Linked DNA regions of Anas platyrhynchos: region 2 is linked to region 1. Evidence: chromatin contacts called from public Hi-C data. All regions are on one chromosome and are shown on one strand. The core of a region is the stretch at or near the end of the contact, and the rest is flanking DNA. Distances in the headings are between cores, read along the strand shown. Region 1 holds the start of WAC (WW domain containing adaptor with coiled-coil). Region 2 overlaps WAC (WW domain containing adaptor with coiled-coil).

Region 1 (6,707 bases), core at 1,537-4,036:
TTTTACCACCTCAGCGCTACTCAGGGGAAGCCAGTGGAAATGCTACACAATTGTTGATTAGCTCCCTCACGCTAATCCCTGCTGCAGAAGATGGAGCATAGCAATCAGAAGGATATAAAATTTGCTTATAATTATTGGTGAAGAGCCGTTACCAAAACCATTCACATCTGCATACCCTTTATACTCGCACCTGAGAGACACATGGTTATCAAGTAGGGAAATTGCAATTGCACTTGTTTCAATTCAGTGAATTGTTACAGAATGAAGATTTGACTTACAAAACAGGTTAAAGTTGCTGCTATACGTGAACGAGCAGGACAAAATTCATGTGCTTACACAGAGAGACTTTGTGACTTCGAGATACAGGAAACAGGACTGAGATCTCTGTCAGTTTGGAGTCCTCATCCCAAGGCTCTGAACTACGTGCCTCATCCATAAGAATGGATAACAGCTGCCCATCTACCTCCAATCTCTTTTTTTTTTTTTAAAGTTCCATTTTTATTTATTTCTCTAAATTCCACGTTGCTCACTCTTCTTTACAATCTCTTTTTTAGTTAGCTCCAGTATACATGGTGTATATATAGCTGCTTGTAGTGCTGTGCCTTGCAAGCAGGGAGTATGTACTTGTACCTAAACCTTTCACCAGCGTGACTCCTTTCTATACAAGGTTTTTGAGTATAGCTTCAGAAAATGCACGAACCATGTGGATTCTTACAGTTTAACCTTCCATACCCTGCACTATTCATGTTTTCTTACCTTAATTGAATTCCAGGTAGGAGATGACTGTAAACACTGTCTGTCTTTGTGCATGCAACTGAAAGAAACCTCCAAACCCCTTAAAAGGAAGGAGCCAAGTAGCTGGTTCCTAAGTATTTGGTCCCTAAGTATTCAGAAAGTGAAAAGAAGTATTATCCGATTTACTTGCATCCATTAGTTTTGCAATGGTTTTCTCCATAGCTGGGCAAGTAGGGAAAAGAAAAAAAGGGCAGGGGAAGGCAGGTGGGGGTAAGAGATCTGTCCAGATTTAAAGTAATATTCAGGCATTCAGCAGCAACCACCTGAAGCTCAAAAATAAAATGTTTTTTTCCTGTATTTCAGAATAGCCTTGAAACATCACCACATGAAAAACTGACAGCCTCAAATCTGCCTCAACTACGTATTTGCAATAACTTTGCAGTGATTTAAGTGACTATATAGATTTTGTTAATAACAAAACAGCAACTTTATTTAATCTATTTAATCTACATTTTTTCTAATGCATTTAAAAACCATGGGAATTGTATAGGAAGGTTGAAGGGAAAGTCCCTCTCTATTTGTACTGCTGAGGTAGAGTTCTGCGGCTAGCCATGTCTCACCTAGCAGAATTTTAGTACTTTGGAATCCAAACACTTGACAGTTTCACGTTACATTACTTTTCAGTTCTGGGGTATGCTTTAAGTCTCCCACCTCCTTCTTCAGGACATTAAGCAAAGTTCTAGAACTATCCAAAATCTTCATGTAAGCAGTTTCAGCTTCGTTAAGAATTTTGCTAAGATCATTCCGCAAAGCTATCTTCTGGTCCAGGTTTTCAGACACATGCCCCAGTTGTTCATTCAGGGCTTGAATTTCATGCTGGAGCTTACTTTTTTCCTCTTCTGCTTGCTGAATTTGTTTGTTCAGCTCCTCTTTTTGCATACATAAGTCTTCGATGTATTTTACCAGCTCGTTATTGTAACCCTGAAGAATAGCTCCCGGCTGAGTCATCCTCCACTCCTATGCCCGAGCTCTGCCACGGCTTCCTGAGGTCCCCTTCTTGGCAACAGCCTTCTGCGCCCTAACAAAGGGAAACAAGGAGAAAATAGAAAGTTCTGTAACAGTTAGTATATATAATGTGATGATAACGCTGAGACAGGCCGAGGATACGCTGTTCAAGGTTTATACACTGTTTTTGAGGTGGGCCATGCTGTGTCCCTTGATGGAATAGGAGCAAGACAAAAGGCAGAGAGGGCTGAGCAGGGGGGCTCAACAAGCACAACCAGCAGCACCCACCAGATTTTAAGCAAAATAAGGGGAATAAGGCATCTCCCCTCGCCCACAGAACCCGAATTTACCACAACCCACCCAATCTGACCCCCCCCAGCCCCACCACCCCCCTCCCGAGCCTCCAGCGCCCCTCTCCCCGTCCCCCTGAGGGGGGATGCTGAAGCAGCGCAGCCCCCCAGGGACATCTTACAACCACCTCCTCCCCGCCGGCCGCCTCCTGGCCGCGGCCGCGCCGCGCACAAAATGGCTCCTGCCTATACATCAAGTCCCCGGGCGGAAGGGGAGGCGAGCCGGGACCTTCCCTTTCCTACCTCGCAGCCGGAGCCGGTCCTTTACGGGCGCCCCATCGCTGCCCCCCGCCGCCTCTTGCGGTCCCCTCAGCGCCGGGCTCGCCCCCTCAGCGCCGCCAACGGCCGCGCCGAGCGGGGTGGCGGAAAGAGCCGTGCGCTTCCGAAGGGTGAGGGGGGGGTGGAAAATAACCCGAGCCCTCGCTCCGGAAACGGCCGATGTTTTCCGAAGACAGGTAGCGCTCGGCAGAGGAGGGCGGGGGGAGGGAGCGGCGGAAAGAGCCGATGTTTGCCGAAGGGCGGGGAGCGGGGGGCGTGGGGCTGGGCGAAGGCAGCCGATGTTTGCCGAAGGCAGAGTCGCCCGAGAGCAAAGGGGACAGCGGGGACGGCGCGCGGCGGAAAGAGCCGAAAAGAGCCGACGTTGCCCGAGCGCGGCGGCGCCCGCGTTTCCCGGATGTAGTTGGAGGAGCGGCGGCGGCGGCGGCGGGCGGCGCAGCGGGGGGAGGAGGCGGCCGCGGCGGCTCCCACAGCGGCGGCCTCGGCGCTCCGGGGGCGTCTGAGCGGGCACGGGGCCGAGCTGCCGGCGTCTGGAGGAGGAGGAGATGGGCCCGTGAGCGCTGCTCGCAGCCCAGCCGCCCCCCCCCGCCGTGCTCTGCCTGCCTGCCCCCGGTGAGGCGGAGCGCTGCCTCCCCCTCCTCCTCCTCCCCCCTCGGCGCCCGTGGCCCGGCCGCGGCCGTCGCCTGCTGGTGCCCTCACACTCACGCACACAGGCCGGGCATTGATGGTAATGTATGCGAGGAAACAGCAGAGACTCAGTGATGGGTAAATCCCTTCCTCCTCCTCCTCCTCCTCCTCAGGCCCCCGGCCCCTCCGCCATGTTGTGGGGCCCCCCCCACCCCCCCCCCCTTTGCCCCGGGGCCGCCTCCTCCTAACGCCTCTCTCTTTTCTCTCTCTTTTCTCTCTCCATTTCTCTCTCCAGCTGTCACGACCGCAGGGGGGACTCGCAGCCCTACCAGGTACCTGCAGCGCCGGCCGCTAGGCCCGGGAGGAGGAGCAGGGGAGGGGAAGGAGGGGAAGGGGGGGGGGGGGGGGGGGGAGCTACTCCAGCCCAGGCTTCGGCCGCCGCCGCAGGCCGCGCCGCCCCCCGGCAGCCCTGAGGGGGCCCCGGAGCGCTGAGGGGGTGGTGAGGAGCCGGGGGGAGGCTGCCCGAGGAGGGGACGGGGCTGTGGAGCGGCTGCGAGGCCGCCGGGGCCGGGCCGAGGAGGAGAGGCCTAGTGCGGGCCGGGCCGGGCTCGGGCCTAGAGGCGGGGAGGGGCGGGAGAGCGGCTCGGGGTCGGCGGCGGAGGAGCGGAGCCCCCGGGGGGAGGTGAGTGGGGGTCTCCCAAAAACAAAAGGAGGCTTGTTCCACCCCCCCGCCCCCCCTTCTTTAGCCCTTTCTTCGCCCCAAAACTGCGGCTGTGGGTTGAAACCTGAGCAGGGCTCGATTGGAGACCCTGAGTAACTTGAAGGGGGGGGGGGTGGAATGAGGGTTAATTTCGACGGTTGCCAGCTGCTGGGCTCCTTCGCCGAACATCAGAGCCTTGAGCTGCTGGCAATAACCTGGATTTCCGTCAGGCAGGTGCTGTATTCCTCTGTCTTGGCTATGGGGAAAAAAAAAATCGGTTCTCAGGGTGTGAATGTGGGGAATGCTGCGTGTGGTGATATTGCTCTCCTTAGGGCACATAATGGAAGTGTTTTATTACATTTCTGGGTATTTGTGCCACCATGAAGAGCAATCTGACAGTCCAGGGCAGCTGTCAGTGACAGTTCATGTAAATGTAAACACTTGCCCCTCAGAAGCTCAAGCTGCAAAATCAAGCACGTCAGAGAGAGGCAGAATATGTCATTTTTGGTAAACGTTTTAAAATTAATTTATCAAGTTACATGTTCCCCAAATTGTCAAGTTACACGCTCCCCAAACTAGATTTTTATTACATCTGTTACCAGGTTGCTAGTACTGAAATCCACCTCACAAAAGTTTAAGGTGAAACTGAGCACCCTCGATTACAGTCTGGAGGAGATATTCAAAGTTTACACTGATTCAATGCAACTTTCTGTTTATTCTCTTAATATCAGCAGAACTTGTGCTTTTCCCAGAAGTGTCAGAAGTACTGCAGCCTATGTACTGCTGAAAGCATGCAGTCCATCACTGGAAAGATAAAGAAATTAGGTCCATCCTAACGGCAGTTGTTAACTTTGGATCATGGTGGGAGCAAATGGTTTGAGTTCTAATTACAGAACTTGTTGCTTTAATGTAGGTAATTAAAATTAGAAAGGCTAATGTTGATTAATAAATGGGAAATGAAAAATTAATTACCTTTAAAAGTATTTTGGAAAGAGGTCTAAAACTTAGATCTGATGTTAATTTTTTTCTGTGACTTTCTGTCTAATGTCAATGCCTGCTCTCTTGCGATCTTCTGTTACAGGCTCTTAAGTACTCATCCAAGAGTCACCCCGGTGGTGGTGATCACCGTCATGACAAGATGCGAGACACCACAGATCCTTCACCACCAAATAAAATGTTGCGGCGCTCTGATAGCCCTGAAAACAAATACGGTGACAACACAGGGCACAGTAAAGCAAAAAGTGTGCATACTCACAGAGTTAGAGAGAGGGATGGTGGTGAGTTATCTTTAACCTTTATTTAAGCAATTACTAATCCTCATAAGTATCAAAATTGAGCAGTTACCACTCAGGTGAAGGGAACATTGCACTAAATGGTATACCTTGATGCTTGGAAAACTACAGAGAAACCAAAATGCACGTTTCGTTGGAAGCAGTCATTTTGGCAGTATAATACCTATTGATTTTCTTATTTTTACAGGTGTAGGAGTTTCTGTTTGGATCATAAAGCTTATATAAACTTTCCTTTTTTAAATTAGTATGTCTGACTTATTTTAGACATGCAGCAACATTCAATAATGTGAAATGGTATTCTAGATTATTTTTCACTAGTGTTGCTGTCTTAGAGACTATAACATTGCTGTTTTAACATAATTTTGTGTATTGTAACGCTCTACTATGGCGTTTATCCTCTGAAACACATAACTACATAAAAAGGAAGAAAAGCTTCATATTTAGATGCTGTGTAGAATTCTTAACAATCTTAGAATGATAATCAAAGATAGTACTTAGAATCCCTCTTGGCAGAAGCTTAGAGTCAGCTCACCTGTGTTTTTACAGGACATGATAGATAGTAATAACATGCCCAGATATTTCTTAACGGATACTATTTTCTATCCCTACCACCTAGAAACAGGAAAGAATAGGATTTTCCTTTTAATAAAAGATGTAACAGCTATAGTTTAGAAAATTGTGTTTACTGACTGAATTTGGAAGCCTGTTCCCAGTTTTGTAAGTATTCTAACTTGATATGAAGAACAAATATAAAGTATTCCAGTAGAGAACTTGGAACAAAGAAGCATTGATTCAAAGTTCCATATAAAGTTAACAATCTGTGATGTACGGATATATTTATGCTGCAGGATTGTTCCTTGTTGTAATAGTTTAAGTAAAATGTCTGGAAGTCCCGTTTAGAATATACTAGTTCACTACCACAAGGATATTTATGATACCCAAGTGTTCTTATAGTTCCTAATTTTTCTCCTTTTTTGGATTAATACAGAGGCTCTGTAGACCACTGATAATGTGATACGGTTCTGTAGAAGAATTACAAAAACATACATCTTGTGTTAGTATGCTGGTTTTCATTATATTTGATCATACTTGAAGGTGTAGGAATCTCACAATCAAATGCATGTGTAAAACTGGTAGGCTGCTGTTCTGTGCTACTTTCCAAGACACAAATCGGCCTTCTCTTTCCTGTTCACCTGTCTGAAGATATTCGTCCTACATACTCTTGTAATTCTGCTGAGTTTTGCTACAATCAGTAATTTTTTTGTTTCAGTGCAGCTACGTTTGGTGGAGTTACGCATATATGAAAACATCTGGAGGCTCTATGGGGAGCACATTTGCTTATTTGAGTACTGAAACTGTTCTTAAGGATAGGAAAGATATTCTGAAGTTCTCACTGAGTCTGGCTGGATTGAGTAGCTGGTAAATGACCTGACGTGCAGGTGTTCACAGTAATGATGGAGGAAAATGAAATATTTGTAGTTCTGTAAGTGTAAGGAACACTTAGAAACTTACTGCCCCTTCTCCTTACTAAGGCTGCAAACACAATTAAAAAAAATCCTTTATTCTGATCTGAAAGTGCTTCTGTCTACATCGTATGTTAGTAGACTAGGAGAAGGAAGTAGTCTTAAACAGTTTGAGGGAAGTTAGTAATTTTGAAACATAAGCATCTGTAATGGAACGGCTAAGTGATTTGTGTGTGTGTGTGCTGTTAATAAGGTTAGT
Region 2 (6,707 bases), core at 2,795-5,294, 54 kb after region 1:
GAAAATTTTAAGAAATAGACTGAAATTATGGGCGTGGTGAAAGTTACTACCAGTGCAAGAGGAGACTGATTGTGAGCAAGTGCATCTTGTGAGTAATGGCTAGGTACTTACTTAATTAGTGCTACCATTTCTCAGCATATTTAGTGCCAAAGAAAATCATAATTTTGAGGTACCATCGCTCTTATGATACTATGAAAAGGGATATTCTTTTTCCTGCTCAAGATTGCTGCTTCCTTTGCCTTCCCTTGCAAGGATGGTGAGGACAGAGGCAGACTGAACTCATCCTGACCTGTCAGTGCCCGGCATGCTTTAACCAGTGCTACTCCTGCCTCTTAGTTCAGTGTAAGAGCAGAGCCTCCCTCTGGGTGTGGAGGAGCCGTGGAAACGATTGAGAGCACTGGGAAAGGATGTAAGAATATAAAAGCCTTGTTTTGGCAAGGGCCGCAGGAGTAAAAAAGGATATGTGCTGAAACTCCACCTGCAGCTCTGGCAGTTGTCAGATGCAGTTGGATCCAAATGGCGTGAGCATGGCGTTTGTGCTGGTGTTGATGCCTAGGCTTCTAGGCACGTGGAAATTAAGTGATTTTCATTTATTTGGGGGGAACTTCTGTAACTTGTTGGGCTGAATGTTAGGTGTTCAGCTTGTATACCACAGCTTTGTTGAGGGAAGTGGTACAAAGGAAACAATAAAAGACTTCTTTAATGTGAGAGTTTACAAGCTATGTGTAAGGTGAAGGGTGGGTACTTGGAAATTGGGACTACAAGGATTAGCCAGTCATATGAGTTTACCAAAATTTAGTTGAGCAGTACCCACCTCTTTTAGACACTGCAGTAGGAGTAGGCTTTTAATGAGATAGGATTTGTAGAAATGAACTTGATATGATCCCTCCTGTACATGTGGAGCATCATGAGGTAGAGAGGAAAAGTGTCTTGTAAAGTGGAGTGAGAGGGCAACTATTTGAGGATTGTGATTTAAAAAAGCAATGCTTAAAGCAATAACTAGAATACTTTATAGGTAATGTAATATTGAACTGGATGGATGGCAAAAGACTGTTACCAAAAGATCAGCATGAGAGGCTTGTTTAGTAAAAATTTGCAGAGTTTTTTGACCAAGAAATACAGATGCAAAATAGAATTGGAACCGTTGCATTCAGAAAATGTGGAAGTCAGTTTTGCTTGCATGCAGAGATTGAAAGAGGCCAGTGAAAGGCTTTGTTCAGGGTACAGTGGCTTTGAGTTGGCTTACAGTGTAAAGTTATTAACTGAACATGTCTTTTGGTCCCACTTTTTTTGCTTCTGTGAACAAATTCTCCAGTAACCCATTGCCATTTTTCTGGTTCATGTGCTAATGTGAATATATTCAAATAAAGCAGTCGAGTTGGTAGCTACAAATGTGCTGCTGCTCTGATGCTTCTGGTTTTCTGAACACCTGAAGCAAGGATGTAGTGTATCAGCAGTCCCCTAGGCATTGGTGTTTTGGCACTGGTAAATGGCTAAACTCCTCAGAGCCCATATGGGTGTATTTTTAGATCAGGAAATCAGGCTTTGTGCTTAATAACTATTGTGGTGCTTGCTGTTAATCTCTTGAATAGAGCTGCCTGGCTCTGATGCCTGGTTACTGAAAATCTTAGGTTTGCAGCTATTTGCATATGTAACAAGAAGGTGAATATGCATGTATATATTCTCTGTGTAACACTAAAATATAGGCACAGCTTACATTTCTTGAACAGCTATCACAGTTTCAAAGGAAAAAAAAACCTCTGCCATGCTGTAGCACTCAGATGGTTCCCATATTACCACGATGTTTGTGGAAAAGTGCCACAGGGCTGATCTACCAGCAATATTTATGGTTTAAATGCTTCATGTACTTTGTGGCTGGAAGCAGTGAATTGTGATTTTCTCTACAAGTTTACATATGTTTTTAGATGCTTATTTTTCTTAAATTCTTTCTTCTAGTAGTCAAAGAAGCCCATCACCAGGTCCAAATCATACCTCTAGCACTAGTGCATCGAATTCAACATCTGCACCGCAGAATACATCTGTACGACCCACTTGTTCATTAACACCTACGCTAGCAGCACACTTCAATGAAAACCTTATAAAGCATGTTCAAGGCTGGCCTGCAGACCACGCGGAAAAGCAGGTGAGTACGCTTCTGCTCTGCTCCTTCTGAGGCTGCTAAACGGGTAGCTTTAAAACTCTTTGTTACCCAGGTTGCTTTTTCTAGAAATTGGAAGCATCTTTAAAAACCAGAAACATGCTTGTCCTCAGCCAGAAAGAGGGGGGAGGTTAGGCCAGACCTTGCAGGCTTTACATGCGATTACTGCTTAGCAGTTGGGTATTTTCTTGCTTAACGTACCAGTGCTTTTGAAATTCTCTCCGATGGAAGAATAGTCATCATAGCTATTTTCTCTTATTGCCAGAGTTCTGTTGAAATTTACAAAGAAAATGAATTTCAACATAGTTTTTCAGTAACAACAGTATCTTTGCTATGTGGAAGATGTCATTAATTAGGTGACATAGTTAAAACTATGTGAGACCAATCCACAGTTGGAGTCACTGAGTTATTAACTCTTCGCAGTGAAAAAAGAACTGTGCTTTGTTTGTTGCACCTGTTTTTTAAGGAGATGTAGGGGTCTCAGACTAAATTTGGACTTCATATTTTTGTTTGTTTTTTGTTTCCATATATGGAAATCCATAGAATTGTTATCGTTATTTTATAAGTGCACAAAACATACCCTTTTGGTGGTAATGTGGGGAAACTGGATGCATGTCAGCTACTTGAAATGTGTTACTCAAAGAAACCATATTGATACTGAGTCCAGTTCAAGGCCTTTCTGTCACAGGCAAACCAGTCTGACACAGGCTGTCAGGTATTAACCTTACTTAGCCCAGCTGACTTTGGTCTTTTGGCTGCATGCTGGCTTAAGGGTACACAGAAGTTTTTGGCAAGTAACTTGCAGGGTGACTCTTAGAAGTGCAGTCTAGGCTCATTCTCTGTGTGGATTCTTGGTTGTTGCCTTGTTTTTTTTTCCTCATTAAGTTTTAAATACAGTTTTAAGCTACTGAAAAGCTGTGCTGAGTCAAAGCACCATTGCTGGGGAAGGTGTGCTGTCATAAGGATGTGATACAGCACAGTCACTTCTCCCTGTGGCCTTGGCCCAGTGCTTGGAGAGTTCAGATTGGTAGCGTTATTTTCACTGCGTACTGAACACCTTTTAATAACAATCTTATATGCAAAAATGATTCTAAGACCTTCTGGGTGAAGTTGCTTTAAGATGGATGGCTGGACACCTTAAAAACTACTTAAAGAGTGGTTATTGCTGGTTTGCTCTAAAAGCTATGGAGCTGTGTATGCAGGACATGAGATGATGATGTCCTGCTGGAGCCTAGGTGTACTCCTGGATGTCAACACAATCCAGAAAAGAAAACTTAATGGAGGGAATTAGATCACAAAGTTCTTTGACCTGGATAAATTCCAGAAGTTGATGAAGACCTCTGCTAAATACAGTTCTGTTCAGGAAGGGAAAAATGAGGTGTACAAGTACTTCAGCAGATGTTGTGGATTAACCCCGGTAGGCAGTTAGGCACCACACAGCTACTTGCTCACTGCCCCCGCTGAGCTAGGGGACAGAACTGGAAGAACACAAGTGCGAGAACTCCTGGACTGAGATGAAGGTAGCTTAATAAAGAAAAGGGAGGGGAAACAAACAAAACAAAGGCAATGCAAAAGCCATCGCTCACCACCAGCTTACTAACCAATTCCCGACCAGTCCTGAAGCAACAGCAACCCCTGGAAGATTGCACCCACCCTCCCACTGCCCCCCCAGTTTTCTTGCTGAGCGTGATGTTATGTGATCTGGGATCTCTCTTTGGTACTGTTTGGGTCAGCTCTCGCAGCTGTGTCCTTCCCCAGCCTCATACACACCCCCAGCCTGCTTGCTGGGCAGGCAGCATGCGAAACAGAAGGCCTTGACAGCGTGTAAGCAGTGCTCAGCAGTAGTTACAGCACGGGTCTGTTATCAGTACTGCTTCAGGTACACAGCCAAAACACAGCATCATACAGGCTGCTGTGAAGAAAACTAACTCCATCCTAGCCGGACACAGTGTGGCAGAGACCAACATTGCTAAACAGTAATACCACAGGGAAGGATCTATTTGAGAAATCAACTTTTTTTCATCATGCTGCTAGCAAGAAGTCCTCTTTCTATATCTCAGTGTGATGCAGAGAACCTCTGAGTAATTGCACTACTGTTCTTGGTGCTGTTGAGTTAGCTGGAGTCACATACCCAGTTCAGTGACAAGAGGTTAAGAAATCTTCAAACTGGGAAGATCGGTCGTGTCTTCTGAGCATACACATCTGCTCATCTCCGCGTGGCTAAGTGGAAACACCAAAGTAATGGAGTTTGTCTAGAAGAGAACACCTGCAGAGGGTTAAGTTTTGTTTTCTATATGAAGTAGGTGAAAAGAAGATGGCATTCAACTGTTTTTGTCATTGAAGCTTAATTTAGATGAGAAATTTAAGTTGACCATTGAAAAAGCGGCTGGAGGCTCTTAACTACTTGAACAAATTAATTAGCACATGACAGGGTTCTGAGTTTCCTAACTTTTAAGATGATTCAATAAACATTTGTTAGGATCAAGGATATCTGAACCATTCCTGCATCAGTCTGAGTTAACATAATCTATTGACATCCAGTATAATTTCTGATTCTAAATGGGCTTTTTTAGAGAATTCACTGCTCTTCTGATTTAATTTACAGTGCGTTCAGAAGTCATAGCACTTCAGAAGTTACAGTGCTTTGCTGTTTCAAGACATTAATCCAGCAGTCCTTTGGCTACAGCCAGTTGTTTCCAGTGCTTGAGTCAAAATCCTAACCTTTATATTTAATTGTTGCAGGCATCAAGATTACGTGAGGAAGCCCACAACATGGGAAGTGTTCATATGTCAGAAATTTGTACTGAATTAAAGAATTTAAGATCTTTAGTTCGAGTATGTGAAATTCAAGCAACTTTGCGTGAGCAAAGGTAAGTGGGTTTGTTTTCAAAAGCATAATTTTCAAGGTGGCATTAGAGTTCCCATTCGGGTATTGTTTTGCATGAGCTGTGTTTTCTGATGGCTTTGTAAGCAAGCTGATTGTTACCAGGGGTGAGAGTTGTCTTCCTTCTGTGTGTTCTGTTTCCCAGACTGATAACAGTTGATAGTGCCTAGTGAATAGAGGCAGATATGCGACATCTGTATATATTTTGTCTTATACAGATGGAAAAGACATCTTTCCTGATACCTTAGTGGGTTAAGATTCTCACAGTAGTTCAGAATAATTCTAAAATACCTGTCCATACTTGATTGCATAGATTATATAGATACTCATCTATGTGGTTTATACTGGTCTTAAACACTACAATTTTCATGAGCCGTTTATTGGGTCAAACAAGTCTGATGAGTTCTTGCTGATATCACAAACTAAGGAAAAATAAATCTGTTATTTGGGTAGGAGGTATCTCAGAAGGTCTTGGGGTTCTCTAGTGAGAAAGAGGTGATTATGGCAAAGTAGACTTCTGCTTCTCAAGTCAGTAATGGAGAGTGTCTTTCTTATTAACAGCATGGTTGTGTATTGTTTCAGAGACTGTTGTGCAACATCGAAAAGTTTAGTCTTACTGCATGTTCTGACACATTTTTCATTGGTAGTCATGATCTTGAGTTAACTTTCATACTAAGTTTCCTTTCTGAATGATGTTATCCTGTATACTGTGACACTGAAGTTTGACTACAGTGATTCTTATTTCCTACTTCATTCAGCCTTAGTAGTGTTGTATGCTTTTTAAACAGCTAGTTCTGTCCCAGAAGCTCTTGCTTTTTGGTAGTTGGTAAAACAATCCTTGTAATCAGAAGTAGGCTGTAAAAAGATTTGTACAATTACCCTAATAAAAAAATATAAAATGTTAATTCTTTCATAGCTTCATAGTGTCATTATATAAATTATAGTTTCTGTAGGAACTGCTTGGTTCCTTACAGATGAAGTAAAACCTCTTAAGCTTTCATTTCTGTGTCTGGAGGCACATTTTATCTGACATAACATGTCAAATGTCATTGCTGAGCTCCCTAAATGGCACCTTGTTTCTTGTACACCATGTATCCTTAAGCCATGAATGGATATGGATGATCATGACTTTGAATCTCTGATAATCTTTCTTTTGCTTTTGCTGCCATCCCAAAGACAATGAATATGTGGCATAAGTAATAATTTGGGTGGGTGGATAGGGGGAGGCCTTCACAAAGTATGGGATGATAAAAGCCTATCAACCTGAATGATGATAACATTTCTGTATTTTTGTACTGAATAGAACTATTTAGGTTCGTTGTGAGAAGGAACTTGATCTTTGTTCAAAGCAAGTGTATTGTTTGAACCAGAAGTGACAGTTTGTGAAATGACACTCTTCACTCACTGGTGCATTTCATACGCCTGTACCTTTTGAGCTTAATGTGTTTTTCAGCGTGTCTGTCCTGATTGTTTATCTACTTTTTAGTAGAAAATTGATTTTTACTGAACTGGGGATGTATTTGAAAAGGGTTCTACAAAAGTCTGCTAAAGTGGATGCACTTTCTTTATCTTATTAAAGCTGTTTCGGACTTGCAGAATATTTGTCATGTTTCAACTCTTTCTTAATTTTTTCTTCATTCATATGCTTGCATTACACTTCAGCGT

Evidence for each region. Hi-C and Micro-C count contacts between places; a contact is called where the count stands out from the background.
Region 2: a contact with region 1 is called in a Hi-C map of F5 follicle, with 1.9 times the contacts expected there. The contact joins the enhancer-like site here to the promoter of WAC in region 1. A contact is called at or near these places in 4 of 8 Hi-C or Micro-C datasets (F1 follicle, F5 follicle, small yellow follicle and 1 more).

What each region holds. Positions count from the first base shown.
Region 1 is chr2:143,161,174-143,167,880 of IASCAAS_PekinDuck_T2T, forward strand. It overlaps WAC (WW domain containing adaptor with coiled-coil), which reads left to right and starts at 2,787. Exons shown (of 14, transcript XM_027450568.3): 1 at 2,787-3,093; 2 at 3,289-3,325; 3 at 4,775-4,970. The coding sequence starts at 4,832. It also overlaps LOC101792949.
Region 2 is chr2:143,214,042-143,220,748 of IASCAAS_PekinDuck_T2T, forward strand. It overlaps WAC (WW domain containing adaptor with coiled-coil), which reads left to right. Exons shown (of 14, transcript XM_027450568.3): 12 at 1,957-2,143; 13 at 4,901-5,028. Among named protein-coding and RNA genes, the nearest start is that of BAMBI, 31 kb to the right of the region's middle. Within about 2 kb of position 4,045, at least 6 of the 8 cell types and tissues checked have an H3K27ac peak or open chromatin away from gene starts, as enhancers often do. A contact at or near this core is called in F1 follicle, F5 follicle, small yellow follicle and 1 more, where this site is marked.